Regions from separate parts of the Triticum aestivum genome. Here region 2 is linked to region 1. Evidence: chromatin contacts called from public Hi-C data. All regions are on one chromosome and are shown on one strand. Each heading gives the region's core, a stretch centred on a gene start, on an enhancer-like site or on the middle of the called end of the contact. The rest is flanking DNA. Distances are from core to core; before and after follow the strand shown. Region 1 holds the start of LOC123110386 (cullin-associated NEDD8-dissociated protein 1). Region 2 holds the start of LOC123110389 (DEAD-box ATP-dependent RNA helicase 9).

What was found. Hi-C and Micro-C count contacts between places; a contact is called where the count stands out from the background.
Region 2: a contact with region 1 is called in a Hi-C map of leaf, with 4 times the contacts expected there. The contact joins the promoter of LOC123110389 here to the promoter of LOC123110386 in region 1. A contact is called at or near these places in 2 of 5 Hi-C or Micro-C datasets (both in leaf).

What each region holds. Positions count from the first base shown.
Region 1 is chr5B:57,634,156-57,639,078 of IWGSC CS RefSeq v2.1, reverse strand. LOC123110386 (cullin-associated NEDD8-dissociated protein 1) reads left to right here and starts at 2,418. Exons shown (of 29, transcript XM_044530879.1): 1 at 2,418-2,607; 2 at 4,809-4,891. The coding sequence starts at 4,856.
Region 2 is chr5B:58,504,508-58,509,430 of IWGSC CS RefSeq v2.1, reverse strand. LOC123110389 (DEAD-box ATP-dependent RNA helicase 9) reads right to left here and starts at 2,097. Exons shown (of 7, transcript XM_044530883.1): 1 at 1,614-2,097; 2 at 744-871; 3 at 229-637. The coding sequence starts at 2,006.

The DNA of each region.
Region 1 (4,923 bases), core at 1,169-3,668:
TGAGCGAACCGGTACATGTGCGGTGTGAGAGAGCGAGCACTCTCGTTCAGGCGATACATACATAGCATTTGACTGATTTCTAATTGGGTAACATTCAAATTTCCTGATCAATGTCCTGTTGACAACTGTATGTCCAGTTACCACCGATCTTTGTATGTATTTCCAAAAAAACGGGTCGGGTTAAGATTGTGACACGGTTCTCAACTAATCCAAACAGAAACTCAACAACGCGACGACCACAAAGCACCGGACAACTAAAAGAAGAAGAAAAGCAGCAAACAGCTGACCTTAAACTTGCAAAAAAAGGGCCAAACACACACCCAGGTCTCACCTTGTACTACCCCTCCGATCCATAGATCCCGGCTAATACACAATCCCAGCTCATAACACAACCAGGAGATACCAATTACAGGGTAAACTAATGGAAATTATATTCAAGAACCCAAGAAATTACAATGTAAACCTGACACAAATTACAGAGTAATCAAAGGCATACAACCAAGAAAGCACATAAATTACAGTGAAAATCAGAAATGGGAGATTACAGTGCAAAAATCACATGAATTACATAGTAATTACAGAGCAATTATACAGTTTACATTAGGTAAATCACACTGGCAAAAATCTGAGTGAAATTACAGTGAAAATACCAAGCATAGTACAATGTACATTGAGGGAAATTACAGTGTAAATACTATAGGAAAATTACAGAGAAATCTGAGGGAAATTACAGTGTAAATACCATGCATACTACAGTGAGCATTGAGGGAAATTACAGTGTAAAAACTATACAGAAATTACAGTGTACATTGAGGGAAATTACAGTGTAAGTACTATATGGAAATTACAGTGTACATTGAGGAAAATACAGTGTATATTGAGGGAAATTACAGTGTAATTACCATGGATATTAAAGTGTACATAGAGGAAATTACAGTGTAATTACTTACAAACTACTTTTCAGTGAACTTACAATGGAAATTACAGTGTAAATACCATGGTTGTTGCAGTGTGTAGTGCAAAACTGATGAAAATTACAGAGTAAGCAACTTTAGTCAGAAAGCACATGAATTACAAAGCAAAGCTACACAATTTACAGTGCAAGCAATACATGTAGCTCCACCGTCGATTACAGATCAAAAGCTCAAAGTTGCAGCAAACAATTCAGACGGGAATTACAAAGAAATACTAGAGAACAATAATGTGCAAAACTGGAGGACTACATTACATAAAAATACTCAGGTATTACAGTGCAATTCAGAGCTAAAATCCACTGAAATTCAAGGAAAACATATAGAAAAAAATTGACACACACTACCAAACCTAGTTGCAGTGCTAGAACGCAGAGGGCTATGGAGAAAAAAAAGGCACGAACTACCAGAAAAATAGCACTGCAAACTCTGAAAAAACTCATACACAAAAGAAAACCAACCCTAAAAAAGCACTACTACCTAAACTTGACCCTACCAGATGGTTGAAACTGCAACTGCAGGGGACGATCCAGAAGATTCAACACAGAGACATGCCTATCGCCTGAAAAATCACAAACCCTCACCCTAGCAGAGCACCAACATATCAATCAAAAAATTCATAAACGAGCAACCAAATAGCGGCTACAACGAAAGGATCAAAATGAGAACACCTAAAACGTAATAGAGCAATCACAAAGCTAGGGGCTATCACACAAATACTAACAACTGACACGAGCACATGGGATCCACAGAAAACTACATGAACCATGAAGCAGAACCAACAACTAAATACTCAAACAGCAACAAAATCTACAACACAAACGCACGAACACCTAGACCTGGAAACTACACAACCACAACCACCATGGCAAATCGCACACGGAAAGGGAGAGAGACAAGAGTAACTAATCAGGGAAGTAGGGAATCAAATAGGAGAATCAAGCTCCGGCAAAGAGGGATCTCGGAAACGCCATGAACCCAATGGAATCGCCTCAACTTCTCTGTCCTTCGAGCGCCTCCTCCTATCGCTCCCCCCTCTGCCCTTTCAAAACAGTACAATCAAAATGAAATGGGGAAAAATTCAGAATGGAGAAAAGGAAAAGGAAACGTCACACACGGAGGAGATGGTAACGGACAGACCCAAAATAAAACCGATCCCGACAAAAGAAAACTGCACAGAAAAGAAACCCGCGACCGAGACAACAACTCTCTGCGCAAGATTAGACGGCCACAAATTCGAGTGACAGCGAATTGAAAAACAGTCGACTGTTAAATAGCAAAACCGAAAAAAGGCGATACATACATATCACCGCCCAGGATGCTCAGTCGAGTCCAACCGTGCTTATTGGGCCGTGTATGTCTAAACTTCCAGGCTCGGCCCACTTTATGTTTTTTTTTACGTTACACATCCACAATTGGTAGGGGGAAGTCTCGTCTCGTCTCGGGGATAATAAAAGGGAAAAGGTTTTCAGGCTTTAGCGAGGGTTTCTCCTGCTGCTGCTGCTACAGCTTCCCATCCCCACCTCTCCGGCGAGCGCCAGCCTTTTCCGGCGAGGGTTTGCTCCGATCGGAGCTCTCAGGCGGCAGATCGGCCGCGTCCTCCGCCCGCGCCCGCGCCCGCGCCCGCGCTGAAGAGGTAGGGTTCTCCTCCCTGTTGGCTCCACGCTCCCATCTTCCGCCGCTCTCCCCGCCCCCCGCTCTCTCTCGTGCGACGCTCGACGCCCTGTGGATCTCGCCGACTCGTCGCCGGCGCGCTTCAGCGTCGCTGCGAAGGTTCCGCGCCTCCTCCCCCATGCGCTCGGGGGAGCAGGGGCTGCTGCTCTGCCGCCCTTCCCCTCACCCTTCTCCCATCGTCCTCCCCTCCTCCTATCCACTCCCTCCCCTGTTAGTTGCACAGCATTGCCGGCTGTGGAGGTCAAGCTCCCGTTCCCCAACATCCCACTCCCCTGTATGAGCACTGTTTTTGGTTTGATTTTCTTACTCTGAAGTTATTTTGAGCTGGAAACTGCTAATAGGGTTGATCTGACGCACCTTGGACTATTTAACTGATGCCATGCTAAGACTGATGCAAATTATGTCTACATTTGACACCATGCTAAATCTGACGCAAATGATGTTTATATATATTATGTGATACTAAATCTGAGGCCATACCTTTCTTTATTAGTTTGTTAGAATCACCGATCAGGTGATGTTAATCTTAAATGATGCTGTTTAGCGGGCTTGGTTTGTATATGTGAATGTAATTATATAATAGGTGCATAATTGAACCGCTGCTGTTCTGTTTTCTGATGCGCTTGGCGCGGGTTTACTGGGTAACTGGGTTAAGCTTAGGTTTGGTGTTTTGCTCGGTTCGACGCTGAAGTGATCTGGGTGTCGGGGCCGATGGTATGGATCGGCATGGTTAATGCTGAACCGTGGCCTGCGCGACACATCATTGCTCTCTAATGGCTTAACTTTTATTATGGTGATTTGTCATGTATCGAGTTGGGAGAACTACCTGGTGTGAGCGATTTTGGTTTGAAATTTCATCTGTTACCATATTAATAACGTCAGTGTTGTGTACTCATGTTTAGCATGGAGCATGTGCATACGGTGTATGCGATGTCTGTAATTGCACACGAGACTTCATGTTGTGCTAACTTTGGCTTGTTGCTGGTGTTAGAAGTATATAAATGAACAAGTGTTAATGTAGTTCTTATTTGTTCTTTTTAAGTATTAAATTGCTCAACGTGTAGATTTATGCCTTTTTTTTATCTTGTTTACAAATTAGTTTAGTTAGTTGTTTAGGGCGAAAACATTAACATGAGTAGAATGCTTTCTTTTCTGTCAAGCGTGGCTCTGGAGTTGAAAACATTCTTCTCGTTAGGAAAATGAAATCAATTTTGCCATGGTTTAGGGTCTCCTACCACTTTTATCTGTTACTTGTATGCATTACACCAGCTGAACATCAAACCGTACTTATGAAAGCTGGACCGCCCGTGTACCCTCTCATGCTCCATGGCCACTACTTTAGTGTCTTACTGTTCAACCATAACAATGGTTTAATATGTTCTTATTGACTTAACGTATATATTATTTTTAAACAGAGTCACATGCAGCCAAACTACAAATCTCATTTGTTTTAAATCCCCTCTTTGCCTATTTTGCAAACATTTTGACTTCTATCCACAGTAGTGGGAATAAGTAATTAATATTTTTCATTAATAACACAACATACACGTAGCGCATGTGGTAGGTACATAGGTGTGAAGTGAGTTGTCAGGTGTTCGATCTCCACATTAGATTGTTTAAATATTTTTCTGCTTGTTTTTTCTCCATCTAGTGTACTTGTCCTACTCCCACCAGAATGCATCCACCACCGATTCTGTTTGGTTTGGTACTTACTTACTTACGAAGCCTTTTATCCCAAACAAGTTGGGGTAGGCTAGATATGAAACCCTTTCATGAGGACTTCCCAGGAGGTCACCCATCCTAGTACTACTCTCACCCAAATGGGTTTCATACCCAAAAGACTGGCTAGTTTTTACGTTGGCTCGCCAAGCCGATCACAACCCTTAGATATGAAACCCTTTCACGAGGACTTCCCAGGAGGTCACCCATCCTAGTACTACTCTCGCTCAAATGGGTTTCATACCTATGGGACTGGCTAGTTTTTACGTTGGCTCGCCACGCCTATCACAACCCTCCTCCTTTACCCGGGCTTGGGACCGGCTATGCCTAGAAGACATAGGCGGAGTTTCTGTTTGGTTTGGTACAGTTTTAAAATTTATGCACTTAGCAACACAGATGCTGTTAGGCTGTTGAACATTTCTCATTGCTTAATTTGCTTTTTAGACTACCGAATATCTTCGTGAAGAGGACTTGAACACAGATTTGGTGCAATGGCGAATATGAACATAACCGGCATCTTGGAGAAGGTATCTATTACACCAATTTACATTTCTTGATA
Region 2 (4,923 bases), core at 848-3,347, 870 kb before region 1:
CTTAATATGCCTCTTCATACTAACACTAATGCTTATCTTACTAGCAAAGAAACAACAAAAGTCCGAACCAACTAGCGAACATAACAAAATTGAAGTTACTTCTAGTGATAAGATAAATGCAAGTCAAAATAGCAAATGCATGACAAATAAGGTCAGATATGGATACACAAATTTTGCAATGAAATCATAGTTGCAGCGTTCAGTAAAACATGTGTAAGCATCACTCACAAGATCGACTATGACAGGATCTTTGAGGTACTTCTGCATCAGCTTGCGTATCCAGGGTGGCATTGTTGCGGAGAACATCAAGGTTTGACGTTTTGCAGGCACATTTTGCAAAATTGTCTCAACGGCTTCATCAAAACCCACTGACAGCATCTGGTCTGCCTCATCGAGAACAACAAACTGGACACTTGACAAATTCAGAGCACGTCTATTTAGCAGATCAATTACCCGTCCAGGTGTCCCAACAACTACATCAACACCCTGGCTAAGAACTCTCATTTGTTGCTGAATTGGAATGCCTCCATATACACAGAGTGTCTCCAGCCGGGAAGAATCAACAAATTCTTTCTCAACTTGTTTTGCAAGTTCCCGTGTTGGTGCCAAACATATCGCCAGGGGATGTATTCCAGGTCTGTGAATCCAGAGATTCAATTGAGGTGACAATACAACACAAGGTGGCACTAAAAGGGGTAGAGGGAAAATGAATAATGATTGATGCAAAAAATGCCCAAACTTACTTGTTAGCTGCGTTATGGCGAATAATTGCATCCATTATGGGGATTCCAAATGCCAAAGTTTTCCCTGTCCCCGTTTTGGCACGGCCAACCATATCCTTGCCTTGCATTGCTGGCTCAAGGACAGCTCTCTACACATCAGAGAAAGGAAGGGAATTTTAACATCCAAAACACAAGGCATTCACTAATTGTGTGATCATGTAAGCAGTAAACAATCTACCCTACTGCCAGGAGAATATTGAAGATGACAACATAAAGGTGAGCAAAAAGATAACAAATTGGGCCTATACAGGGATGATTTGATTGACCCAATCTAGAAGCACAAGTAAAAAACAGCTGATCATGCATAACTATTGTCACAAGAGAAAGTGACGCGAGCACACACATAATAATACAGAGTGATAGTCGCAACAGCTAATGAACTGCTGAACAATATCACGCAAACTTAAATTTTTGTCTCTTATTACAAATTACGAAATGAGTAAGGTTCTATAGACTAACTTGTAGAGTATAAATTTCACTACCATTAATACATCTGTGCATTCAGAACGAATGGAAAGATCACAGTTGCCTCGCGTAGGACAGCGAGGTAGTGGAAAACCACACAAAACTATGAAGAAATGCTCCGCAATTCCGCACATCGGAGCAAGCCTCGTACTGAGCTATGCTCAAAATTAATTAGCTGTGCAGAAATTACAACATTCCATCAAGAGGAAATGTTCTTTTTCCTACAAAAACATAATTAAATGTGCACCAATCAATCAAGCGGTAGCACCAGAGAGCAAACAATCCACCGACGACCACAGGAAGTAGTAATCACGTTCCAATTGAAGAGAGGGGGGAAAAGGCTGCGTGCCTGCCTGCTCCCGTTACCTGGATGGGGAACAGCTTGGTGATGCCCTTGGCGGAGAGCTTGTCGACGATCTCGGACGAGATCCCGAGCTTTGCGATCTCCAGCCCCTCCTCCTTGGCCCCGGCCCCAGCCACGCCCCCCGCGGGCTTCCTCTTATCCTCGTAGTTCCACCCCTCGTCCGCCGCGAACTGGGCGTGCGCCCCGGCCCGCGCGGCACCCGTCTCCCGGAACCCGAGCGGGGCCGGCCTGGAGTGGAACCACATCGCCGGCGGCGGGAGTGGCGACCGCGGCCGCAGGGCCGACGCCGACGCCCCGGCGGCGGAGGGGCCCGCCGGGTGCTGCAGCAGCGCGGCCATGATGGCCGACGCGGCGCGCCTCCGGAGGGGATCCGCGCGGCGGATCATGGCGTACATCCTGGCTGGCCCTGGCTGCGGCGGCGGCTAGGGTTTATGGCGGCGGCGGGGTTTAGGGTTCTGGGGAGGAGGAGGAGGAGGGGACGAGTGGAGAGGGGGGGAGAGGGAATGGGGTTAATAGGCAGCCACGAGAGATATTTCTGCGGCTCCGGAGCGCGCGTACGGTATGGAAATATCTCCTGCTCCCACGGACACCGACGGGTGGGGTCAGGAGGTCAGCGATCCGGTGGGGCCCGGCTGTCCGTGAGACGATGAAGGTTGCCAGGGGTTGTTGCGGGTGCCTCTAGCAGTAGCTGGGGTGAGTGAAGAGGTTACGCGGGAGAGCGGAGCGGATGTCAGACGTAGGGAATGACTTGTGGAGCCACGAGCTTGGTGTGCCCGGGTGTCAGTGGGCGAATGGTAGGAAAAGGTTTATGATAACGCATTGCTTGGAGGAAAAGCTATGGCGGTTTTGGAGGCCCTGGGCTTATTGCTCGGCTGGGGTTATTTCCCGTGGGCTGCTGAATGTCGTGGGGATTTCTTTTGAATGGGCCGGGTGTCAGGTGCTCAAAATTATTTTAGTTTGTAGTTTAATTATTTTTTTCAGGAGAAAACATGCTCAAATTTATATAGCGTCGTAAGTGTTGTGATCAAGAATTAGCTGCTTAGCTTCAACTGTCACGAGCATAGAAATGCAGAGATAGTTCCTGAGCTTCACAATGTCATGAGGCCGCAAGCGCCCTCCTTGGTCTTTCTGTATGAAACAAAGATGGAAGGGAGGAAAGCTAAGGCCAACTACAATGCACGGACCCATTTTGTCTGGTAGTGTCCATTTGGGTCTGCACGGACAAAAAACACGGACCAACGCAGCAACCCATTTCATTTTATGTCTGTTTTGTGCCCGTTTCGACCCATTTTCACTCCAAAATTTGGGACAGGTTTGCATCGAGGGGGACACATACTTCAAAAGTGTTCATGGTTTTTGAAAATAAAGTTCACAAACTTAAAAAGTTCTCAAATTTGAAAAAAAAAAGTTCAAGTATTGAAAAAAGTTCATCAAATTTTTTAAAGAAGTTCATTGCATTGGCAAAAGTTCATGGATTTTGGAAAAACAATGACAGAAAATGAAAAAAAAACATTGATTTTGAAAGAAAGTTCATCAACTGTGAAAAAAATCATCGATTTAAAAAATGTTCACAAAAGCAGAAAAAAATTATCATTTTCTTAAAGTTCGTTGAATTTTAAAATAAGTTCATGCAATTTGAAAAAAAAAATCCCATGTTGAAACATGGAAATAAACGAACAGAAAAACAGATGGGCCGTGCCGCTAACAGGACCTAAGGGGTGTACGCCCTGTACGGATTACCCTATAAACGGCGCTCCCCCCTGCCTCCCCCCCAAAAAAACCTTTTAAATGGCACTTAGGGCGCCGATTAGGAAACGCCTGTGATAAAACCGAGGATACATACGCAAAAGCTAGGAGGTCCCAAAGCCAACCATGGCTCGACAGAAGAAAAAAAAGGCCAGGACAACGGAGTATAAGAATTACGTAGTCGCTTGCGACTGGGCCGGCCCATTAAGACATGTCCCAAGTGCTCATATCTCGTGTTTGACTGGGTCTTGAGTTTGAGTCCTCATATACTCTTTTGTCCAACACTTATATTACGTATAAGAACATCTTTCGAAGCATATTGTGATTTTAAATTTTTCAGTTTTTGCTTGTCTCGTTTTTCTTCTATTTTTAACTATTCTCTCCTTTTGATTTTCTTTGCTTTATTAAGTCTGTGAACTATTTTTAAATCATGAAACTTTTTCTTAAATCCATGAACTTTTCAAATCATGAATATTTTCTTAAATTTGTGAGCTTTGTTTCCAAATTTGTGAACTTTTGTTCAATCCATGTACTCTTTTCAACTTTTACAAACATTTGTCAATGCCCGCGATATTTTTTCCAAATTCATGAACATCTAGTTTCAAAATTGATGAACTTTTTTTGAATCCGCAAACGCTTGGGTCGGCCCAACAGGTACCCGGCGGGAGCGATGTCGTCGCCTAGTTGAACCAAGGCCTGAACATATTTTTTAATTTCTTTCTTTTCCTTTTTTTCGTTAATTCATTTTTCTTCTTTTAAAACTTTATTATTCTTTTTGAAACCTGTTAAAAATTTGAAATATTTTTGGAATAACATAGGCATTCAAATTAGAAGAAACTACATGCTCATGGATGCACCCGTCTCGCCTAGTCTAGCACACTCATAAAACTGGTATTTTTTGGACTATGAATAAATGACCCCACGCAGTAGCATGGCACGGAGATATGAGGCATCGATGCCAGGTTTGAACGACTTCTGACGTTGTTTGCACGTTGCGACACATCTGGTCATTTGTCGGTCCTTTCTCACCGAGAAAATTGCAAAAAATGCAAAACTTGTCAAATTCCAAACAATTTGGCATGATGCCTTGAATTCATCATAGAACTGGGTGGAAAATTTTGGGGGCATTTGATGGATGTCGAAAAATAATATGCTTTCAAACATTCCCTTCTGGCCCTACGCGAACAGCCTCAATTGCATGTGGTCTATTTTTGGACATCCTTCAAATGACCTCAACTTTGCAAAAAGGTGGGCATGACCATGGTAGGCATTCATGCCTGATTTGACGACTTTCGACACCATATGCAAGTTGGCACAAGTCCAGCCGTTTATCGACCTTTTTGACCGAGAAAACTCCAGCAAATGCCAAATTTGTCAAAAACAAAAATAACTTGGCATTGTGCCTTGAACTGGTCATGCAAGTCCATAAAAAATTGAGGTCATTTCAGTGATGTCAAGAAATAACGTGCTCTCAGACACAGCCCTCTAGCCTACCCAACTTTATATACATTTTCTAGGTCTCCCCCTCCCCCCCTCGAACCAAATTTGGCTCCATTTGGTTAATGT